Linked DNA regions of Mus musculus: region 1 is linked to region 2. The links are chromatin contacts, called in public HiChIP or PLAC-seq maps. All regions are on one chromosome and are shown on one strand. Each heading gives the region's core, a stretch centred on a gene start, on an enhancer-like site or on the middle of the called end of the contact. The rest is flanking DNA. Distances are from core to core; before and after follow the strand shown. Region 1 overlaps Nrxn3 (neurexin III). Region 2 overlaps Adck1 (aarF domain containing kinase 1).

Region 1 (6,510 bases), core at 2,217-4,716, 570 kb before region 2:
GTGGGAGGAAGGGAAAGGGACAACCTTGAGTGAGGAAAATATGTTCTAAGGCTGTATTAGAGCCTCCTGTTCTAACAAAAGTGCAATTAGAACTTCTAGCATCTCTGGTGAGCAAAAAGCCGAGAGGAGGACTGGATTTGCAAAATGGTGAATCAGCAAATGCTTCTCCCAAGGCGCCTTGCCTATATTCCAGTTCTTAATTGGTCACAAGGTAGCTAGTTGGCTGCCACATCTATGTGAACTGGGAAAAAGAAACCTTGCTCTAAGGTACTGCCTGATTTCACTTATGCTATTGCTCTCTTGGAGATATTAGAAATTCAATTATTATTTTTTAAAATAAATAGCAACAATTCCTACATAATCAGTTATCAGTGGTAGAATGCACACATTATAGTAACAGCAATTAGGGGAACTCGGGAAAATGCAAGATCATCCTTAATGATACCTGCACCCTTTATCTGGCCCACCTTCATTCAAAGTACATATTAAAACATATGTTAAAACACCATATATTTGGATTACTGATAGGTTGTTTTAGGTGAGTCCAGGAAAGAAAAACACTTAAAGACGTAACTTCTACTCCAGCTTCTATTTTTAATTAAAAAAAAAAAACCTTTAAGACAGCATATGGTTTTTTTATTATTATTTTATTTATATGAGTACACTGTAGTTTTCTTCAGACATGCCAGAAGAGGGCATCAGGTTCTATTACAGGTGTTTGTAAGCTACCATGTGGTTGCTGGGAATTGAACTCAAGATCTTTGGAAGAGAAGTCAGTGCTCTGAACTGATCACTGAGCAATCTTTCCACCACACCCCCACCTTCTATCTTAATTCTATCAATAGGTTGCTCCTGTATTAGTTACTCTTCTCATTGATAAGATGAAATACCTGACAGAAGTGACTTAAGGAAGGAAAGGCTCACTCATGCTCATGGCGTTAGGGGGCAGATTCCATCATGTACCATGGCATAGATGGCTTGGGATTGGGAAAGTCTTAATTCAAGATGATGGGAGAGTACAGTAAAACCAGTAAAAAATTCTCCAGGTGGCCTCTGACCAGGAAACAAGTGTACAAACAAAAGCCAGGATAGATATCACCTTCAAAGTCCCATTCCTACTGATATATTTCCGTGAGCCAGTTCCCCTTCTCAAGGGTTCCAAACCCTTCCCATTTCTACAACTAGTGACCAAGTATTCAAAACAAGACCGATGGGAAGAATTTACACTCAAACCATAATTTGGTAGTACATACGTAGTTTCTCATAATGAAAACCCAAGAGTTTGAACTTCGTTAAACACTCAAAGCAACTTGTGTCTTAGAGTCACATTAGGAAGAAAAGTTCTCTTTAGATCTGGCTACAGGACAACCAATGATTGACAAGGCTTGAGCCAGGGTTCTGCTCCTGATAGTATTCACCATGAATCCCATGGACTGGTGCCTCAGCTGTAGCTGGGATTGGCACATAAACTGAACCTACTAGGTGAGGTGGGGCTTTTTAAACGTGTTTTCAGGGGTTGACAATTAATTAAGGAAGTTCTCAAGTCTTCAACTATTCTTACTGAGGCTTTAAGCAATTCTGAAACACTGTTACTTATGACTGATAGCTGCCACGAAAGATGCTAATGTAGGAGAAATCAAAGATTCTTCACATTTTTCTTAGAACAAGGAAAAAAGCTTAATTGTAGTGTCCTATGGCACGGATCCTTGACCTGGTTCTCTCTCCAGCTGCATGCTATTGTGAACATCATTTCCCTCACTCTCATCCCCAGTGTTCTCAGACATTTAGTGGAGATAATAATAGCTAAGCACTCTATATACATTTAATTACTTCATGCTTAAAATAGCCTTTTGAAACATTACTATTATATCCCTACATAAATGTAAGATCAAGTCATAGAGAATTAGCTTGCCTATATACACAACACTAGTGAATTTAGATTTGAAGCAGCCAACCTCCTTCTAATATCTTTCCTTTCTACCACTCTCCTATAGTGATGACATAATAATAAAAATAAGTGTCACCAGGCACACTAGAGATTACTTCAAATAAGGCACATATGAACACTTAAAAACTACTTAAGAGAAGTTTGCCTGCACTACTTATAATCGTGGAGTAGAATTTCAGCCATTGTTGTATAGGTGAATATTTGCATTCTATCTTGAGGTTTATTTAGTAGCCTTATCCCGAGATTATGGTCTAGATTCCATTGAGATATTGATTTGATGGAGAAATGCACACATAAGCCATAGAACTTAAATATCAAGATGAGCTAATGTATCACTGCATAATGCTTGCAAGATAGGGCTAATTCTGTAGAATAACCAGTGAACATTGACAAGATTTTCTAGATAAAACTCTCCCATTCAGATGAGCATTAAATGCCACTCTCTTTGGGGTAGACACCATCTTCTACTTGCCTAGGCAGGGCTCTTTAAATAAAATACCCACCAGAAGAATGCAGCAGTAATTCCCATCTGCCACTGTGTGTTAATTATTCTGTCTTGGGGATCCCTGTGTATATGCCATGCCTTTTTAGAAGCAAAGTCAGTCCCCCCCAAAATGCATCCAATACTTTACAGAATCCTACCCAGCCTTTGCTTGAGCCATGCTACTTTCAAACCCATTGTTGTTTGATTCATATTTCAATTGTCACAATTGTGACAAATGCAAGACAGAATACCACAGAATTTTCAGAGCACATGCCAGCTGTCAGATGCTGTGTCTTGTGATTTCTCGGCATTATTCCCTTTTATCCCCATATGAACACTGAGATGGAGGTACTCTTGACCCCCACCCTGTCACCAATTGGTTGGCTTTAGCTATTTGTTGTAGGTTGTGGTTTTAGCAGTATGCTTGATTTCATGTATAGATACAGAAGCTCAGATGTAAGTACTACTCTAAGACCCCATGAGTTGACACTGGCACCCTTGGTGCCACAGTTCGGATATTTTCTTGTATAATAAGTCCGCTGCTTGTTCATTGAGCCACCCCAGGATATGCTCACGAGACTTGGGCCTCATACAGCTCCAAAAACCCATGGGTAGGTGGCATATGTAGTAGGAAAGAAGTCACACAAATGGGCTGATATAGGGGACCAGAGACACAAACCCAGTGTCTCCTCCTCTTTATCTCGGGTTTAGATGCTGTCCTTTAGATGCAAGGCTCCAGAAGTAGAAGGGGCAATGAGCTAAGTAACAGCCTGAGATTATGCACACCTGTGTTCATATATATATAAATATTCCACATCAAACAGAAGTGCCCGCAGCACAGACAGTGATGGTAGCTGGGCCTCTGTGTGTGGCTGAGAGGAAAGTTATTTACAGCAAGGTCTGGCCTCTCGCCCCACCATGTAATTCCAGGCAATTGCACTTCCAAATAGATCTTTTTGGAGAAAATCAACAGTGGCTTTGCTTTCAATCTACTGGAAAATGAAGTCCTGTGAATGTGTTATGTAAGTCCACAGGTCCACAGCAGGTGGAGTGAGGAGCTCAAACCAGCAGCTCTGCAGAGAGATGGGAGGCTCTGATTCCCAGATTCCTTCTATCTTTTCTGGCCTGCCGGGCCCTATGCATGCCTATGCATTTTCACAATGACTGACCCTGGGGCCCCAAGGCAGAAGCAAGGTATGAGACAGGGCAACTGAGACTATCACTGGGGCTCTAAAGAAGAAAAGGGAGTTAAAGAATGATAAAGGCCCTGCTGTGGCATTTATTTACAAGACAAACACAATGTCTGCTTTTTGACTCATCCACCATGCAACTTACTCCAATTTAGCAGCACCAAGTAGCACACATATGACACATCCACTCTGGTACCTGGACTGTCACGCTTGCTTTCTTTCTTTTTCAATAATAAAGTCTCACTGAGTTTCTAAGACTACAGAAACAGAGAAATAAAAGCAGACTGTCCACAACTCCATTATCTAAACAGTCATTGTTAGCATGCTGATGAGTTTTTTTTTTCCTCAGCCTTTGTTTTTAATCTATTTTTAACTTTGGAAAGATAATTTCCTGATGAGTTCTACACATTTTTCCTCTGGGTCAGAATCAGTGGAGACCAAGTCATACTCAGGGGTCTGAGAGGTTGGATGCCAGCCAGGTGGGCTGCCTAGACAGCCAATGACTGCTTAGATTACAGAAAGGTGATGAAAGGAACACAATGCTGAGAACCAGGGTTCAGTCTTTATATTGAGCAGTATCCATAATCATTAATATAAGACATCAAGTGAGTTACATCCGTTTTGGGGATTATTTGCACCATCCACAGTAGATACAGAGAGTAAAGCATATGCCTTTATATGGATATGGAGGCACTCGTGTACTTCTTATATTATTGAGAAATTCATTCTCCTGTAATGGAGTTGTGTTTTCAGAAGGACAATAGGGATATTGATAACTATCTTCTAAAATTATCATAGTAACTTTTAGGGTCACATTGAATGGGGTATGTAAGAAGAGGAATGGGTGGGAGACAAGATAATTAACACTGGGAATGTTTGAAAAGCCAAATGAAAACATAATACCTTATAAGCTTTATGTATATATATGTATATATATATATATAGTTTGTATAAAAGAATGTAATTGATATTGCCATATGTAGGCAATAATGATCCTCCCAGAAGCTATGGGATATTAAAAAGACTGCACCTCAAGTTGTTCATCAGGTATGTCCCAGACAACCCTAAAACAACACAGGCTATTGTCAAAGCTCTTGGTTGTTCACCAGAACTTGACGGTAAGATCCTCTTGCAGAAGATACCACATGCTTTCTCCATAGCACATAGAGAAATAAAGTTGGAAGTGACCAGGAAGTTTTCTCCCTGCTACACAGATTCTATGGTATCAAAAAATGCTAAGCACACTGCTTGGGGTTGGGGTTGGGGGTGGGGGGAGGGAAAATCATCAACAGACTTATCCAGCTGCAAACCCATAAACTACAATAATGACCAACATGGTAAAATATGGGTGGGAAAGTAGCACAAATGTTATGGGGGACATCATCCACATCCTGACTGAAGAGTCCTACTCCACGGGAAGCAACACATGCCTGGCACCTTGAATCTGGACAAGAACCCAAGGTTGGAAAGCTCACAGGCTTGGGGGTGAAGCTAATACTACTATTTTGCTAAATGCAAATAGAGTCAGAATACTCTCTAAATTCTTACCTCTCTACCCATAGGTTAGTGTGCACTTAGAACTCATCAGTTTTAAGGTTTTCTTGCAGAGTAAACAGCAGTCCGTGCAGAAACTTACAACTGGTCAAATAAGAGTCTGTAGAGTGCTCAACTATAAATGGGACATTAACATCACCCTGTGCCTTCCAAGGCTCATAGATGGTCTTAAAATGGGGGTGGGGTGATACAAGGGTTGTAAGATCCACATGTCAGAGGCCTGGAGTCAAAGAGTAACAAGACAGCTGCACCCATGAACTCCCAACAATGACTGCTGCCTGCACAAGATCAAGCTAATCAATATTTCAATAACAAGAAGTGAGGGGCTCATGAGCTCCCTCCTACCCAAGCTGAGAAGGTATCAACAATCAATGGCTTCTGGGAGATAGGAAGTCATTTTCTTTAAAGGTGTGGTCCCTAGAAGGCTGGCCATGATTCGGTGGATGGTCCCCTCTGGTAAGTATATGGATAGCACAAACTGGACTAGGTGGGTTACAAAAAATTTCAAAAGATAATAGGAAGTTAGGATAAATGAAGGTGGGTGTGAGAGAAGTTAGAGAAAAGAGTGAACATGAATATTATCAAAATACCTTGCATATGTGTATAACATTCTTAAAGGAGCACTAGCATATGTTATATTTAAAAAGCAAACAGCTGGAGAGATGACTCAGAAACTAAGAGTGCATTCAGCTCTTGCGGAGTACTGGATGGAGCTCAGCTCCCAGCATAAACCTGGGGTGCCTCGCTGCTTTTAAGGATGCCTCCGGCCTCCGTGGGTACCTGTGCTAACATGCACATACCCACATGTGCACACATAAATTAAAAATAATAATTAAATCTTGGCTGGGGAGATGGCACATCACTGAACAACATTTGTCTGCTTTTCCAGAATACTTAGGTTTCAATCCCAGCTCCCATATGGCACCTCATGTCTGTCTGTAACTAGTTTTAGAGACTCCAGTATGGCCTCTTCTGCTCTCTACAGGTGCCAATCACACAAGCAGTGAATGAACATATATGCAGGCAAACTATGCATTTACATAAAAAACCAATAGATATTCAAAAATTAAATGATGCATGTAAACCAACTCTTTGTTGCATTTATGTGTGTAGCTGTATGTGTTCCTGTAAGACTCACATGTATGTTTGTTGTCCATGTGCAAGTGGAGACAGGGGTCAACCTTGGATGTCACTCCTTAGAGCAGTAGTCTACCTTACCCTTTGAGGCAAAGTTTTTCAAAGTCATCCGGACTTTATTAATTTGACTAGATTGACTAGCCAGTAAGTTCTAGGGGTCTTCTTGTCTCCATTTCCTCAATAATGAAATTATATGC
Region 2 (5,928 bases), core at 204-2,703:
CTTACATCTTCTCTTTCTGACTACTTGGTCATGGCTACATGGTCCAGATACAATCATCCCGCCCCTCAGCACTGCCCCTTTCTCTCCTCAAACTTGAGATACCAAAGGCCCCACAGCTACCATCCCAATCCTGTTTGCTAATCCTACGGCACAAATGGTTCCCACCTCCCTGCCACCATTCCTGTACCTTCTTAGTTTCATTCTATCTACCAAAATTCTGTAGAGGCTAAGGCCCAGGCATCATGGAAGGGCCACAGAAGTTGGTCATGAGGAACAGAGCTCCGATGGATCACTTGTCCCCATCCTAGTGTCTAGATCTCCTTGTTCCCCCAACAACACACTTGCTGTTCCCTCCCTCTTCTGTGAGTTCCGGGCTCCTGAGGACAAGATTCTCTTGTATTATCTACTCACATGCCTGAGCTTTACCTGGGCAGCTGTTACTCCCGATGAGATCTCAGCCTGGCAAGTCAGAAAGCAGCCCTAAACACCCCAGTTGGCTCAGAAATAAGACATGTGGCCCAACTAGTCCATCCAGAACTAACTTTTTTTTTTTAAATTAGGTACTTTCTTCATTTACATTTCCAATGCTATCACAAAAGTCCCCCATGCCCTTCCCCCTACTTTCCCCCCCTCCCACTTCTTGGCCCTGACGTTCCCCTGTACTAAGGCATATAAAGTTTGCAAGACCAATGGGCCTCTCTTTCTACTGATGGCCGACTAGGCCATCTTCTGATACATATGCAGCTAGAGACAGGAGCTCGGGGTGAGGGTGGGGGGTGGTATTGGTCACAGAACTAACTTTTATGTATCTGTTTAAGGAACATGCTTTCTATTGTACCTGAGAAGAAAAACACAACTCCATGGGGCATGCCAAAGGTCATAGAAAAGAAACAAAGAAAGCAGAGCCAAGAAATGGGGAAGTAAATCCTAGTTAGTTGTAGCCCCTTGATCTAGACATCCCTGACTACCTAGCCTATAATTCCTTTCTGTTTGCTTGTTTGCTTGCATAAGTCAGTTTGAGCAAAGGTATCTGACAGAGGCCAGGGGCTCTGACTGACACAATGTGTTCTCGAGTACCCATGAGATAAATGGCATGAGGGAGACCCAGGCCAAGGCCCCTTAGACACTCAGTGACTGTGGGTTTCGGCCTCTCTCTGCCCCCTTACTGGGACAAGGACCCAGGAACAGTATGAGGCAGGGATTCTGCTACTGCCTAGTGAGATCCACACAGACCCCTTTAAAGACCAGTAGTGCCTAGAGGACCACCAGAGAGACCATTTTCCAAGGAGGAGCTGTGGACCTTGCCCGATCTGCCTGTGGCCTCATTCCCTACACCTAGCCTTTGCCAGGCCCAGGGAACGTCACCTCCTTATCTGAGAAGGACAACCAGTTCCAAACCTGTGTCATTGTGGGGACACTGCAGAGTCACTGCTACTGAAGAGTGACATGGCACCTCTAGAGCTCTGTGACAAGAACAGCTGCCAAGAGCACCCCACAGGGAAGTGGAGGGAGAGGGAGGAGAGGACTGAGGCAAGCAGATCCTAATCTCTGGGGTGAGAGGAAGCCAGGCTTTGCTGTTTCACCCAGGGACAGGAAGCTCCCAACCCCCAACCTCCTGCCCTCATCAGGGGATGGAGAAAGCCCCAAGATAACACCTAACTCCAGCAGCTAACTCAGCACTGAGCCATCCCTAGCAGTAATGGGTTAACAAAATTCTCAGTTTGACCAGAAGAAGCAACAGAGCAGAAAGGGTACAAGGCAAACCCCTGACCCATCCTAAGCATCCCTGAACCCCAAGTACCCCAACATCCCTGCAGCCATCTTTCCTTCTCTAACTAGAAGTAACTCCTACACCTTCCCATTCTCACACTAACACATGCACACATGCTAACACATACATGCATACACATATACATACACATACACACAAGCATACACACATACATACACATACCCAATAATTGATTGCTAGTGGATGCTCCTAGCTGGCTTATAAAAAAAAAAAGGTAATTAAAGATCGGTACTGCAGCCTGTAATTAAATATGAATAAAGTATCTCTAAATGGAACCTTAATTCAAAGTGTTCAGTGAAAGTACTTTATGCAGATAGATAGCAAGGAAAAATAGACCCTGTCCCGAAAGCAGAATTATATCCCCCCTCCCCCAGCAGCTGAAATAAATGCTGCCCCTCCCTTCCAGTTGCGAAGGACCTGCCTCCTTCCCTGGCCCTCTCGGCAGAAAGCCATTAGCAGAAACAAACTGCAGCATTTTCAGCAATTACATTCAAGCAGGGCCCTCGGCTGCCTCCAGTCCCTTCTGGAAACTTGTCTCCTTCCACTGCCTGGCTCCCTGTTCCTTTTCCCTCCCCCTGCACCCCCTCCCTGGGTCTGGCGGCAAAATCAATTAAGTAAAACAGCTGAATTTTAAAATGGTTGGTTGTGTGCTTTTTAATTACCATCGGTCTGAGATTCAAATATATTGATATGATCATCTAGAAAAGAAAAAAAAATTCTCAGAGAGAAAGTTGTTCCAGCTCTGTGGAGAGCAAAACTGAGAGTGAGAAAGAAATGGACTGACAGACAGAACACAAATGTAAATCTTTTATAAGGAAAGCCATTGATCAGGCAAGAAGAACAGGACCCTCCCTGGGGCTTCAGTTGTCCCAGGACCAGAAGGAGCATTGTGCCTCTACAGGCAGAGATTTGATGGCAGACCTCTGGGTTCCCAGAAGTTAAGGCCACGGGGCATCTTTTCCAAAATGCCACATGGAGTGGCTAAGCACTGGCCAGGAGCTTCATTTGACTAAAAATAAAACAACAAGAGTCATGTTGGCTTGAAGAAGCTAGGGAGCTCTTCTTCGACTCAGTCTCTTAGCCAGCCACACCACTGTCTGAAGGGCGCACAGCCTGAGGCCCCAAATGACTACTGGCTCAAGGTCCCAGGTTAGGGCAGGGTGAGGATGGACTTTCTTATAAAGCCCAACATCAAATATCCCATTCTGTGGTCCCCATACTCATACAGTGTCATTATCATAGGCATCTCCCAGGCCCTGGGCCAGCCTGGCTCCGGGTGAAGCTAGGAGTCTGTCTCAAGCAGGCCTAGATGCCAAGGCCAGGCATCTAAGAGCTCGGGTGATGCCCTGGGTGCCTGATACAGACCAATGCAGCAAGGTTCTTGGTGAGAGGCAAAGGCTGGTTACCATGGCATCAGCAACCAAGAACATCTGGCTCTCTCTTGTGGGGTTGGCCCACCCATATCTGGCTGGGTTCCAGCTGCCACCCATTCAAGCCTGATGGGCAGCCTCAGACTACGCTAATGGAGTAGCTAGCAGGAGCCTCAGCCTAAGGCAGTCAGGACAGCTCCAGCCAGCCAGGACCCTGCAAAATGCCTTGAACCAAACACTACCAATGCATCCCTGCCACCCAGCTCTACCTTGAGTCCATCCCTCACCCCTGCTCCTCTAAGCAGCACCCCATCGCCCCATGCTCTAGAACACATCCTGGTTTGTAGTTCGCCCTCCCCCACCTTCAAGGCCATGCCTTTGCCTTCTAAGGTCACCTTTGACAGTGATAGCAAATGAGTGGCTGTAGGGGTGCTTTCACTCCGCCTGTAAACGCCCCTCCCCTCGTGGAGCCTATTCCCTTTCCCTTAAGTGTGAACTGGGATTCATGACCCACTCCCAAGTTACAGAAGCACTCCAATAACCAACCAACCAACCAACCAATCAATCAATCAATGTCTCTGTCTCCCTCTCCCCCTCTCTTCTCTCTCCCTCTCCCCCTCTCCCCCTCCCCCCCTCTGTGTGTGCAGGTCTGTATGTCTCCCTTCCTCCCTCCCTCCCCTCCCTACTCTTGGATTTTTTTAGGAGGAACAGCTGTCCTGTCACAGCTCATTCCTATGATAGGTAAGGGACCAGGTTTTCTGCACACAGGGAGCCCCCTAGACACTGACTTTCCAGCCCCAGACAGGTCCTCAGATGACCACAGCCTCATGAGACCCCCTGAGCATGTTTATCAGTGTTAAATGCCAGTTTGACTGGATTAAGTCCCACAGAGGGACCTAGCAAAGTGTTCCTCTGGCTGTGCCTGTCTGTCGGGGCGTTTCCAGAGGAGGGTGACCTGGGGGTCAGGAGAATGAGAAGACCCACCCTCTAATTAGGTGCAGTCCATTTGGCTGAAGATTCAGACAGAAAAAAATTTCCTTCTCCCTTCTAGAGGTGGAACCATGACCTCCTCAGGCCCTGTACTTTAGAATCATGGGGACCCCAGGACTTCTTCCAGAAGCCTCCCATAGGCCCCACCCCTGGGTGGGGGTTGGGCTGCAGATGGAAAACAGCCCAATGGTTGTCCAGCTCTGAGGCTCTCTGACTTCAGCTGAAGTCTCCATCTTACAGGCAGTCTATCATGGGAGTCCTGATCCTCCATTATCACATGATCAGTTCCCTAATGAATCCTCCATTGCATGTTTACCTCTACTGAAATCTTCTCAACTGGTTCTGTCTCTATGGAGAACCTTAATAACCTTGATCCAGAACCAGTCAGTAAGCCACTCCTGAACTCCTGGTCAACAGAAACTTTAAAACAAACAAAGAATGCTTATTGTTTTAAACCACTAGGTTTGAGGAGTTGGGGGGTAACGTTTTATGCAGTGACAGCCAAGTGATACATCCAGCCATACCCATGCCAGACATCACTAATCCATCCAGCATTTGTTGCTCCTGTAGCCCTATGATGCCTTACTATCTCTCCCAACACAGAGCTCCAGACAGTCAGCCACTGCCAATGGAACACAGCCAATACACCATTCTTTCACCCAATGCAGACCTATAACTCAGCAGAAATCATGTTAGTGCTAGGTCACTGAGCCAACAAAACATCATCTTTCTGCCCCTAAAGAGACCCCCTAAAAGGAAGATAATCACCTCTTTGAAAAACAGAGTGCTTTAGTGCTTGCTACAGCAGATAACGTACCTGCATTCACCATGTCACCTAATCCTGAAGGCCACACCTGGGGAGCTAAGGCAAGAATCTCTCCAGTATGGCCCCACAGACCCTATGCTAAGAGGACATAGCATTGCTTTCTCACTTTCCACTTCTGCATTCAAGGTGAGACATCCCCACCTTCAGCTTTCCACTCACAGCTGCCACCTAAATCTAAGGAACTCCTAACAGCAAGAACAGCCCGAGCGACACGGGCCTCCATGGTCTGCGGCATGCTCTCTCTGGGCTCTAGGGATCACCTTGTCAGCACTGCAGAACCCTTAGCTACTGCTATCACTGAATTGGAAGGAAATGAGGGACCAGCAGCAGAATCTTAGGTCAATGTGGCAATGGTCCTGAGAGGAGGCCAGCCCAGTGCAACTCCTGCAGTTGCTCATCTCCAGACTTCAGCAATCAACCACTCGCTCTCCCAAGGGCCTTTCCACTCAGACCATGCATCTTTCTTTTCTATTCTTGTTTGGTCTTCTTTCTTTCCTGTTTTTGGTTAGTTGGTTAGAATTTTTTGCTGGTTTGGTTTGGTTTCATTTTGAAGAGAAGATCTCAGGTAACCCAGGCTGGCCCCAAACTCATTCCATAGCTGAGAGTGATCTTGAACTTCTGACCCTCCTTCCCACTGCCTCTCGAGTGCTAAGGGTACAGTGTGTGCCAGTGAGCCACGTATGTGATGCGGAGGACCAAAGCCAGGGCTTCTTGCACACTAAGTAAGCACTCTATCAACTGAGCTACATCTCCAAGCTTCTTTCCTCCTGTAAGATGGTGGCAAAGACCAAAGACCCAGGGACACACTATGGTGCCTGTGAGCATCCCTCTAGGACATGCTGGTCAACAGCTGGTCAGGACAATCAGACCTGAGGGGCAGTGCACTATGGAGATTCTTATATAAATGCTGATGAATATCCAGGTTCAGATCTTGATTCCATTATATACCA

The links. HiChIP or PLAC-seq counts read pairs in DNA pulled down with a chosen protein or histone mark.
Region 1: an H3K27ac HiChIP or PLAC-seq map of SST interneurons shows a contact between it and region 2, with 4 times the contacts expected there. The contact joins two enhancer-like sites. A contact is called at or near these places in 2 of 484 Hi-C or Micro-C datasets (cortical neurons and frontal cortex) and 2 of 115 datasets of contacts at active chromatin or transcription factors (SST interneurons and embryonic basal ganglia).

The regions. Positions count from the first base shown.
Region 1 is chr12:88,993,332-88,999,841 of GRCm38.p6, reverse strand. All of the region lies in intron 3 of Nrxn3 (neurexin III), which reads right to left. Among named protein-coding and RNA genes, the nearest start is that of Gm40537, 24 kb to the right of the region's middle. Within about 2 kb of position 3,466, at least 3 of the 459 cell types and tissues checked have an H3K27ac peak or open chromatin away from gene starts, as enhancers often do. A contact at or near this core is called in SST interneurons, where this site is marked.
Region 2 is chr12:88,424,491-88,430,418 of GRCm38.p6, reverse strand. The region is part of intron 4 of Adck1 (aarF domain containing kinase 1); the gene reads right to left. Among named protein-coding and RNA genes, the nearest start is that of 4930473H19Rik, 15 kb to the left of the region's middle. Within about 2 kb of position 1,453, at least 91 of the 459 cell types and tissues checked have an H3K27ac peak or open chromatin away from gene starts, as enhancers often do. A contact at or near this core is called in SST interneurons, where this site is marked.